Linked DNA regions of Hordeum vulgare: all the other regions are linked to region 3. Evidence: chromatin contacts called from public Hi-C data. All regions are on one chromosome and are shown on one strand. The core of a region is the stretch at or near the end of the contact, and the rest is flanking DNA. Distances in the headings are between cores, read along the strand shown.

What was found. A called contact is a pair of places that touch in the nucleus more often than the background predicts.
Region 1: a contact with region 3 is called in a Hi-C map of seedling, with 4 times the contacts expected there. The contact joins the promoter of LOC123448625 here to the promoter of LOC123448623 in region 3. A contact is called at or near these places in 3 of 6 Hi-C or Micro-C datasets (leaf and seedling).
Region 2: a contact with region 3 is called in a Hi-C map of leaf, with 7 times the contacts expected there. The contact joins the enhancer-like site here to the promoter of LOC123448623 in region 3. A contact is called at or near these places in 4 of 6 Hi-C or Micro-C datasets (leaf and seedling) and 1 of 1 datasets of contacts at active chromatin or transcription factors (embryo).

Annotation. Positions count from the first base shown.
Region 1 is chr4H:359,968,786-359,972,506 of MorexV3_pseudomolecules_assembly, reverse strand. LOC123448625 (ATP-dependent Clp protease proteolytic subunit-related protein 3, chloroplastic) reads left to right here and starts at 1,750. Exons shown (of 10, transcript XM_045125577.1): 1 at 1,750-2,176; 2 at 3,127-3,231. The coding sequence starts at 1,856.
Region 2 is chr4H:359,769,766-359,773,571 of MorexV3_pseudomolecules_assembly, reverse strand. No RefSeq gene overlaps it. Among protein-coding and RNA genes, the nearest start is that of LOC123448625, 200 kb to the left of the region's middle. Within about 2 kb of position 1,596, at least 3 of the 3 cell types and tissues checked have open chromatin away from gene starts, as enhancers often do. A contact at or near this core is called in leaf and seedling, where this site is marked.
Region 3 is chr4H:359,187,234-359,191,371 of MorexV3_pseudomolecules_assembly, reverse strand. It overlaps LOC123448623, which reads left to right and starts at 2,227. Exons shown (of 28, transcript XM_045125576.1): 1 at 2,227-2,516; 2 at 2,595-2,778; 3 at 2,888-3,039; 4 at 4,126-4,138. The coding sequence starts at 2,370.

The DNA of each region.
Region 1 (3,721 bases), core at 501-3,000, 780 kb before region 3:
ATATCATGCATGGATTTAATCACATAAAATAAACAAAAGGGCATCATGGCAAAATATCATGCACACTAACTTGCTCAAAAGATAAAACTAAATGGACAGATAAATTCTACGGATTTTTCTACCCCAAAACATATATAATATGTGGGTTTTGAAATAAAACTAATGCCACCACATATATTCGAGAATATGACATAAACCCGGCTTAACAAACTGTGTATGCCACCTACATGAAAACATTAAGACAACTATTTTTAACATGCATAAAAATACATTGCAAACAACATAAACATTTTACATACTAGGATTGAGCAATCCAGATGCACACATAAATAGCTATGGGATAAATCACCTAACATAACAGCACACAAAACTATGCAAACAACAGGTCCAACAGCTAAGGGGCTGTTCGGCAATCCACCGGCTCCCTGTAATTCAAGAATCTAAGGAGTGCCTATTGGCCAGCTCCACGGTTTTGAACGGCAGCTCCACCCGCTCCTGGAGCGGAGTAGCGGAGTGGAAGGTTTCCGAACACGCCTTAAATATGCATGTAAGTTGAAAAATATTAATCTACATGAAATTATACACGTTTTACATATATAACTTATTGTGATCCGTTGCACGGTTTAAAATATACGGGCATTTTAAAATAATACATTTTCCTGAGATCCCTCGCAAAAATTAAATAAATTCATGGATCTAAACAAAGTCAACTAGTTAGCAAGCACTAATTCGACAGCTTTTGAGCGATCACTTCGACGCACCACCACATATCGTGTTCTGAGCGTTCTCCTTAGATTTTATTTTATTTTATTTTTAGCACATGTTTTCGGCTTTTTAGAGCGGTTTTTTCGGTTTTTTTGTTCCCGATTTTCATTGGTCTTTTGTAGCTTTCGAAAGAAGAAAAAAATTCAAAAAAAATTGCGCGGAAAAACATATTTTTATGAGAGGTACGGTTTTGCTATCGCGAGAGGCACGGCCGTGCCTCTCGAAAAGGGAAAAACGCGTTTTCTGTTTTCTTTGTAAAAAACACGGTCGTGTCTCTCGAAAAAGAAAACATGTGTTTTCTGCTCTCTTTTTTCCTGCGAGAGGCACAGTTTTGCCTTAACGAGAGGCATGACTGTGCCTCCCAGAAATGAAAAAAAATCGTGTTTTCTACTTCTTTTTTTTCGCGAGAGGCACGGTTCTGTTATCGCCTCTCGGTAATGAAAAAACGTGTTTTCTGCTCTTTCTTTTTTCGTAAGAGGCACGATTTTGCTTTCGCGAAAGAAACAATTTTGTCTTCGCGAGAGGCATGGTCCGTGCCTCTCGGAAAAGGAAAAAACACATTTTCTGTTTTTTTTCTATCGCGTGAGGCATAATTTTTTTGTTTGTTTTTTTGTATGAAAATAAAGTTCATCAAAACCTAATTTCAACGTGAGAAACCTAACAGTGAAAATGATTCAAGATTTGAACGCACGGTTTAGGAGATAAAAACATTTTGAAATACGGATCTACGAAAAAAGGAAAATTTCCAGGTTACGACAAGTGACACGCATGTAGTGCACTATTTTTCGTAATATTAAAAATGAGAGTAATCGTTGAAAGGTGTATTCCTCAACTAATGATTTCGGACAAATAGGGATTTCCAAAAATCGATCCATCACACAGGAGTTGAGAGAAAAAATGATACTTTTCTCTTCTAAGAACATACTTCAGCCCAGAAGGCCCCATGGTTTCATTCAGCCCATGCTCTCTTTCAAAGGACAAGGCCCAGAGCTCAGGCGTCAGGCGTCAGCTCCAACCAAATTATCCACACACACACCACTCCCCGAGCTCGCTCGCACGCCGCGGCCGAGTAACACCACCACCGGGCACCATGGCCTCCTCCTTCCTTTCCCTACGCCTCCCTACCCCTTCCCCGCCCACCGCGACGTCGTCCCCATTCTTCCCGAATCCCCTAGCCCGGTCCGGAAGGTGCAGTCCGCCGTCATCTACCCTCGTGGCGCGTGTTGCTGGGTCGGCGGCGGGGGCTCCGTCGCCGTTGTTCAACCCGAGGGGCGACCCGTTCCTATCCACGCTAGCCGCTGCTTCTCCAGAGCAGCTCGCAGCAGCTGCGGGTGGCGAGCGCCGCGGAGAGGACCACCTGCCGTTCCTCGAGATCTTCCAGAACGCCAAGCTGATGTCTTCGCCCGCGCAGGTGATTTAGTGCTTTCGCGCTCACTTTCTTCGTGCTTGTATGGACTGCGGTAGTATGATACGATGCTGGTCTCACCACACACTTAGAAATGGAAGAAAGAAGCTGAAATTGAAACCTGGTGCTCATTTGGGCGGCTATAGGTACACTACATGCAAACCATTTCTTGGGATTGTTTTTCTTCTCCATTTTGTTAGTGGTTGTCAGAATTATGTGATCCATGTATTAAGTCGTAAAACATGTCAAGGCTCTGCTCAGTGCCAGCTAACATGTTTAATTAGGTTGCTATCCTAAAGGGTTCTAGTTGTACATTTGTGACACATATTACCCAATTTAGTGGAACTTTTATCGAAATATCAGATTTTGGTGACTTTTAACACGGTAATTCCTCAAATTTACATTTTTCTTGTTTATTCTAGATAGGATTGACATGTTGCGTTCATAATTTGTAGAAAAAATTGTAAAGATCAGAGGACATCGTTGACGATCATGTCCAGACTTCTTTTGTCCATCTGTTCCATTCTTCATCATCGTCCATATATTTTTGGATCCCGGGCGTCACCTCACACCTTGCCTGATGGACATGCATCAGAAAACGAGTGTCCAAAGCTTCCAAAAGGGGTATTATAGACGAATTTCCACTCGATAGGGTAATTAGTGTCAAAAATGTACAACTACAGGGTAAAAAGAGGAATTCACTCAAATAATAACCTACTAGCAAAAATATATCTACTGCTGGAGTATGTGCAGGATTTTACAAACTTAGCTCAGACGAATACACATATCATGTTGCACATTGAGGTTCCAATCTGTGAACCTGCTTCCTTGCATATAAATGCCTTTGTGCTTTACTTCTGAAATTGCTAAAGTTTACATATGCGGACTTTGATCTTTGATATATAGGAGTTTATTGCAAAATGTGCTCCGCTTAACTGAAATTGTCAAATTGGCAGGTGGAACGTTCTAGCAGCTCTTACAGTCAGCACAGTCCTAGAAGGCCTCCTCCGGATTTGCCATCATTGCTTCTACATGGCCGGATTGTTTATATTGGCATGCCGGTATGAATCTGCACCAAGGTTCAGTACGAAAACTTTCTATGGTATTCTTCTATTTTGAATCTATGGATTCAAAATATGCTGATAAGTATGTATGAGTGAATCAACTAGCCTGGATAAAATATACTCCCTCCATTTTTACATACAAGACCACTTCGTTTTTCGTGTCAAACTTTGACTTATAATTTTAGTGAACAAAATATGGTTTTTATGTCATAAAAAATATATTATCAAAAAGTTCTTTGAAATGTGCATCCAATGACATACTTTTTATGACATATGACTCACATTTTGTTTGTAAAATTAATGGTCAAAGTTAGACATAGAAATATGAAGTGGCCTTGTATTAGTAGATGGAGGGAGTAAATAATTTGATGCAATGTTATATCCTGAGCTATCAGACAGACAGACACTGAATGAGCGTCTTCCTACCCTAGCCGCCTCTAGGAGCAGGCGACGAGGGAGGTGTTCTCTTCCACCGGATCTCCATCGG
Region 2 (3,806 bases), core at 347-2,846, 580 kb before region 3:
CCACACAAGTATTGTGTTTCCAATCAATACAATTATAGCATGGATAATAAACGATTATCATGAACAAAGAAATATAATAATAACTAATTATTATTGCCTCTAGGGCATATTTCCAACAATTGGAAGATTAGGGGTTAAACCTGGCCGAGCAAATTCCCTGGGCCGATGAACCGGAGATCGGCTCTCCCAAAACCCGGAAGAATAGTCTGGCTGATCTCTTGCTATTAGACAAGACGCCGACCCAGATCCGAACTATGTAAGTTTCGGATGGCCTGACCCCGACCTATGCTTAGTATGGCTTCAAGCCCGGTCACAGGGAATTTTATTTCCCACACAGGCGAGGATAGTTGGCTTGCTCGTTGAAGCAGCCCTTCCAGAAACCTCGGAACTTCTGAAGTTTGGGACGGTAATGGGAATCCATGGTGCAACGGGAACAAGCATCGGCACAACGGTGGCAAAGTAGAAGACATGACAGTCAATGCCGAGTCAGCAACTCAAGGTCTAGACCGCGGAAGAAACCCTCTAAGGGGAATCGGGATGGACATACCACACTGGAAAAAGTACTAGAGAAGCCTTGCGAGATATATGACACCTCAAACAATCCCGCTACTCACACCAATCGTAATTGTTGGGTTATCAAATAGCGAGCAAACCCACATCCCAGGACGATGGCAAGAGTCCCCACAATGAGGACGATCATGACCCTCATAGGTTGAACAATGGAGGGCAAAAACAATCCCCTCCGGACGTTAAAAGTGTGAACATGATCTACGTGACACACATACCGAAGAAGGAGAGGAAACACGAGCTTCGATATGTTTATGCCATAGAACCCATGGCCCCAAAGTATAACCCATGGTCGGCATGTGTAACAACCCGAAACCGACGCGCCAGAAGATTTCCCTTTTATTCCATTGTCGTCGTGTTAATTACTTGTCACATTCATCATCGCATCATGCACATCATCCGCATTGCATCGGCACTCCGTTGTTGTTATATTTTCAAAACTTATATCTAGTTGCTGGTTCTCTCCGTTTTTGTCGTTGACCGTTTTGAGACTAAACACACACGCACACGCCCGCGACACCGTTAAAATATTGTTTTAAATGGTGTGTATAAAATATTCTTGGATGGGGTTCAAACTTGGTGTGCGGTCTTATTTTAATGAAGGTATGCCGCGTGTCAAATTTTTGTCGCAATCGTAGGTCGTTTGATACCCGAACCGTTAAACCTATAGCGTCACTATAGCCGATATATTTATTGAACGTTTCGGTGTTCTAAAACACGTGTCACGGGCCACAACCTCACTCTCTTCTCAACCCACAACCCCTCTACACAACCAACTAGCCCACCTAGCAAACCCCCTCCGATCAGAGCCGTCGGATCGCGATGCAATGGCCCGAAATCTGTGCGAAACCCCCCAACCTAGCACCTCGTCCCTATTTAAACAACCTCCTTCAAATAACCTCTCCTGCCTAATTTGGACCCAATCCCTAGCCAACTCAATTTCCGTGCCACCCCAACAGCCAGTCACCACCTCTCTCCTCCCAGCAGCCGAGGCCCGCCCGAGCCCACAACCGTCATGCCCCAGTCTGCCAAGCCCCGCTTCCCCAAACCCTAGTGCTCGAGAGCTCCTGCCCGAGCTCTCCCCGCACCGCCGCCAACCGCCGTCGCGCCTCGTCGAAGGACGACCCCGCCACCTTGTCAAACCTGCAGCTCCGGCCGCGCCACCCTAGCCCCTCATTGGAGGTCGGCTTGTCGTAGCCCCACGGCGACTGGATCTCCTCGCCGCTGCACCTGCCATGGCTCTTGCCGGAGTTCCTCCCGCCGACCATGGTGCCTGCCGCCCTAAGCTCGCCTTCCGCTGTTGGGAACGGGTAGATCCGGCACCGGACGACTGGATCCGGCCATCCCTGACCGCGCCTCGCCGCCAGTGCCTGGCCCCGGCCTGGCCATGCCCCGCTATCGTCGCAAGCCGCCATGGCTGTTGCGAGCCGCAACCTCGCTCGCCCATGCGAGGGCCACCCTGGGACAACAACCGCTGCCAGCGCCTGGGCTGGCCTTGCCTTGCTTCGGGCCAAGGTCCATCAACATCGATCCGCCAGCCTGACCCCAGCCACAACCTCCTTATCTCCCGCAAGGCCGAGCCGCCAGCCCACCGCCTCCTCTCTGACCTGGGTCGAGCCCAGCTAGGCGAGCTTTCCCCGCCTGAGCTATCCCTCGCCGTGGGCGTGTTGTTGTTATAATGCACACGTCTTGCTTTTCCAGTTTGGGCCAGATTCATTATTTTTTTCGTGTTTGCGATTTTAGCTAATTTCCATGGCATTGTTAAATTACAGAAAATTGCATAATTTTAAAACGCTCATATATATTTATCCGTGCATCATATGAAAATATTTTAGATATGTAAAATGTTCATAATTTTGTGTAGATTAATAATCAGCAACTTTCATGCATGTTAAAAATATTTAAATGTGTTGTTTAATTAAATTTGTGTAGATGTCATATTAAAATGACTTAATTCATATCTAAATAACCGTACACCGGATTAAGATGATTTCAACATGTAAATTGCTTAGAATTTTTTGTAGTTTCACAATAACCAACTTGCATCCATGTTAAAAATATTTAACTTGCTGTTTTCATTTAATTTACTTTAGGCCATGTTAAAAATGATTTATTTTATAACTAATTGACCGTAGCTCCGACTAAATTGTTCCACATATGTAACTTGGCTAGAAAAATGTGTACAATAACATGTAGCATTTATTTTCTTGTTTAACAAATCTGAAATAGTATTTAGGTAGATCTGTAGCAGATTCGAATTTACTTATGGGGACTTTTCGGAATTATTGATTTTTGTTCCGCCTCATTTAAAATTGCTTAGAATTCACGTAGCTCCATGATATCTTGGTGCATCAATGTTTTGAAAATATTATGGATGTCATTTTCATGCATTTTGCATTCATGCGTATAATCTTGCGATGATCATATCTTTTAAACCGCAGCTCCATTTTAAATGATTAATATATGTAAATCGACTAGAATGACATAGAATCACATGAACCGCTTTATTTTGTTGTTTAATAAATATAAAATGTGTTTAGTAAAAATCTGGAAAGATTTCGAAATTAACATGTGGGGTCGTTTTGGAAATCCTATAAGTTGTTTCCGATCTCATTTAATATGCCTAGTTAGTTTAGTTCGTTTGTGCGTTACCTCTTGTCATGTTAAACTACACCAGCAAAAGGGCTCATGCGTTGCAACGGGAGAAAAAAATACCACACACTCTTAATTTATAAAAAATGTTCTATAATATGAGAATTTGTAGTTACGACACAAATAAAGATGGTCTTATCCTACAAAAGTGCAGTTTAAAATTTCACAAGTCTTGCATGTAAATTTAATACGTACAAAGAATCAGTCAAGTGACCTTCAGTTTCATCTCTAATCCTGATTTTGTTGACGTGTTCATCCCCAACCAGGATGAGTACCGGTATAAAAGAAAGACGAATAATGACTTATTTATTAAGATTGCACCCTAGATAGTATTTTTATTAAACGTTTAACAGATAAAATAATATCATATTTAAATTCTACATATTTTTCTAATCAAATTCCATATATAATATGTTAAATTTGGAGTTACGGTTTAAAAGATATGAGTGTTTTAAAAAACATTTAATATATACTACGAGTTTAATGTCATAAACAATAAGGACTTTTTTGTAAAATCATTTCGGTGGGTTTTCCGACGGAAGCGATAGCCTCTTTATTATTAGGTAAAGATTTAATATTACCGTGTA
Region 3 (4,138 bases), core at 978-3,477:
GATGCAGAGTTCATACGAAAACTACATAAAGTCGTTGTCATCCTTCGACGATGCAGAGCTCTGGCCCTTCGACGAAGCGCTACTCTTGGCATTCGTCGATGTTGCGCTCTTGTCCTTCGACGATGCAGCAATATTGGCCTTGGTACTCGGCGGGAAAGCGAGACGGAAAAGAAATGGCGGGAAAGCGAGGCAACTTGTTGAAATTAACATGATAAAATAAAGATACACGTAGCTGAAATTAAAATACACATTGCTGAAATGAAGATACAACTTGCCGAAATTAAGATACAACTTGCCGAAATTAAGATACATTGCTGAAAATAAGATACAACTTGTCGAAATTAAGATACAACTTGCAGAAATTAAGATACAACCGACTAAAATTAAGAAACAATAAAATAAATCTACTGAGTCCAACGTGAATATTTTCCTTTTTCATCACGATCTTCTTCTGCTGCCTTGGCCGCACGAGCCCTTTCTTTCTTTCTCTCCCTTTTATCATCACGGGCCTCCTGCCGCTGTCTGTAAACCTCAGCCAGTTGAAGTTTCTCTTCTTCGCTTTTCCTGATCATCTCATCAATAAAAGCCCTCTGCTCCACACAGTATTCTTCCCACCTCTCTTATCCTCTGCTTTCTTCTCTGCTTCAGCCTTCGCTCGATGCTCTTCCAAGTCCAAACTAGCCCATGCACGACGACCTCTTTCACGAATCTCAGTCACTGCCCTGTCCGGCATTTTCGTGTCGATCCAACGATAGTACATGCACAGAGGAGGAGGAGACTACAAAAAAAATATAAATATATATATCAAGCTAACAATAATATCTACAACGTGTTTATTCTTGATGACTGAAACATACCGGAGGACTGATGTATGCTGAAGGAGCAACGATTGGATCTTCCTCATAATTGGCGCACATGAAAAACTCCATGCCCAACTAATCTGAAAAATCCGTCATCTCGTTCACCTTGCAGAGATCACCACACCAACAACGCAGTACTTCCACCCCCCGAGGCAAGTTCGCACTCTTCATTTTCCTAGGCCTAATGCTTTGATCCAAACAAGGCAAACTCATGCTGAATACGAAAGAAGTGTGACACATTAAGGCGAAGTGTGGCTGGATGCTGGCGAAGAGTGTTTCAGTGCCTTCTTTTATAGGCTTAGGCGGATGTGTAGGCGGGAAAATATGGCGTGAAGAGGTTCCCTGCTGGCGAAATAATGGACGGGAAAAATGAGCATGTGATAGATTCCTGACAACCTCAAATGAGCGCCGGCCAGCGCCACTTTCGGCGCGAGGAAACAGTACCTGCCGCCTCGGGCGGTGGCGGCAGGGCCCCACAGCTGCGCCCGTTCCGTCGAGTGCGGGGGCTATAACGGAAACCCTATCGGCCGCTTCGAGTCGTGGCGGTAGGCCCCAGCCGCCTCGGGCGGTGGCGGCAGGTGACGCGCTTCGCCTGGCGCGCGAGCCGCCACGGTGGGTGAGGGTCTTTTCTGCTACTTTCGTTTAGAGATGGTCCTTTCCGACAAATAGACTCGGTTAAGGGTCCTTTTTGAACAAAAAATCGGTATTGTGTGGCAAAAGTAAAAAAACGAAAGAAAGAAAGAGAGGCAAGGTCAACGTCCGGAAACAGGCAGGGAGCCGAAACGAGAGCTCCTAAGAGCATGGTTAATAGTATAGCCAATCGCTGGCTATAAGCAGTCTTATAGTCCGTTTTATAGCTAGCTTGTACAATACTTAGCTATAAAAGAGTACTACTTTTGTCATATATGGCCCACCTTTCATCCTCACAAAGCACCTAGGAGCACGTGCTAGAGCTGGCTCTTTACGAAGAGCCCGCTTCTCTTCTCTCTCCTCTTCTCTCTCATCCAACTCAGCAAAAATATAGTATTTTAATCCTTACAGCCTGCTGACTGTAACTTATTGTACTTGCTCTAAAATCGAATCGAATCACTTAACTTTCCCGTTTTAACGTTATGAACCCCCTACGTAACCGCCAATAACTCCTCCGCACGCAATGTTGAGGGAACGGAACGGAACGGACCGGACCGTCCTCCAACGGTACCTATATTGGCAGATAAAACTGACCAGGAGGCCCCTGTTGGTCACCCCAAATCGCGCGCCGACCCTCGATAGCACAGTCTAACCTGTCGCGCCGCTGCCGTATCATTGGTGGTCGCCGCGGCGCCGTCTATTATCGTACTACTAGTATTATATTTGCCCCTTCAATTTCCTCTCTGCCTGCTTTTTTCTCTCCGCGACGCAACAACGCAAACGTTTTGGTTCCTTCCTTCCTTGCCTGCTTTCGTCTCGTCTCCTCTCGTCTCCTCTCCTCTCCACGCCCGCCGATCCCACCACAGGGGACCAGGGACGATGGTCGACACCAGGCGGAGCGCCGCGGCCAAGCGCCCCTCGGACGACGACGACGACGACAAGGGCTCGCCGCCGCCGCCGGCGGACCAGGCGCCGGGGGCCGAGGCCCAGTCGTCGGGCGCCCGCAGGCCCGGCAAGCGCGCCAAGGTCCGGATCTCCCCCTGCATGCGCCGCGCCCGCCTTGATCCTATCTTGCTCATCACACAACGCTCTTGTTCTTCGCAGGCTACGGCGGCCGAAGAGGATACAACCAAGACGGCGGCGCCGGCGACAGATGCGTCCGAGGCTGCTATCGCCACCGGTCCGCCGGTCGCACCGCCGGACACCACCGGCCTGCAGGCTCTCACCGGCGCCATGGACAGGCTGGAGGCCTTCCTGAGGTCAGGGGAGGCGGCGTCGAATTCGGACGGTACGAGTCTCCCCTTTTGGATTATGGTCTGGTGGCGCCCAAAGACTGCCCCTTTTCGGCTGGGGCCTTCAGACCGCTTATGGTCTGATGATTTTTCTCGCTTGCGCAGGGCAAAAGCGTGGCGCCACTGGCAAAGATTTATCCGCCATGTTGAAGAGGGCCAATGATTTGTCGGCCAAGGCCACATCCAATAAACGCCAGGGGGCACTGGGCAGCAGGCGCCAGGAGCCCTGGTGTAGACTAATCTCACAGTATGCCACGGTGCGTCTTCTTTCTATCTCTTTTTACTCATCAAATCGAATTGATTTGAGTTCCCTTTTTTCTGTGCACTTGCAACATAATTTCGTGCCAATATCATCAATAGCAAAACCCGTGCTGTTAAACCTCTTCTTCCATCTAAGAATAGTTTGTTTTGGCAAACAATCTTTTTTAGTGAAAGCATTTCATTTCAGTCTCAAGTGTGTATTTGTACACCGTTACATGAAACCCCTGATATTCCAACCAATATGTTTGCTGAATTGCTGGTTCCTCTTACATCACTTTAGGATGTATTCAGGGTCTCATAGAAATATCTCTCTTCAGTGTCCTGGTCCCGAGTCCTGAATTGAGATGTATATATTTATACATTCCCTCTTGTGTTTCCTCTCGAGTCTACTACTAGAGATATACAATGTTGGTTACGAGAAAATTGCAATCAGTTAACTTGTCAAACACCATGCTTACATCTTTGGAAACATTTCTTAAACACGCACCACTGTTTCAGTAGGCCAAGTACTGCGGGTGTATTGTTATCTTACTGTTTGGTGCATTATGTTTTTGCTGCTTCTTGAGCTTCCTGGTCCAGTCAACCACATAACTATTGCAATCTTTCAAAAAATTGGTTTGGAAGTAGCGATGTTATTGAATTAATGTAGATTTATACATAACCGGGATCCAAGTAACCAAGTTTACTTGCCTAAATATTTTTTTTTTTTTGATTTGAAGAGACTGCATAATACTCCCTCCGTTCCTAAATATAAGTCTTTTAAGCGATTTCACTAAGGGTCTACATACGGAGCAAAATGATTGAATCTATACTCTAAAGTATGTCTATATACATCCGTATGTAGTTCACTAGTGAAATCTCTACAAAGACTTATATTTAGGAACGGAGGGAGTACTCCCTTGTACCTTAATACTGTACTTGTTGTTGGGCAACACTAATACAAGTACCCCCAACTACAAGTATTGTGTATCTCAAAAAAAAAAAACTACAAGTATTGTGGTACAGAGGGAGTAGTGCTTAACAAGTTCATCACAGACTAGCAGCTCTTCATTTAGTTGACTGCAGTTCTATTCGTTTTGCAGGATCCTTCCCTTC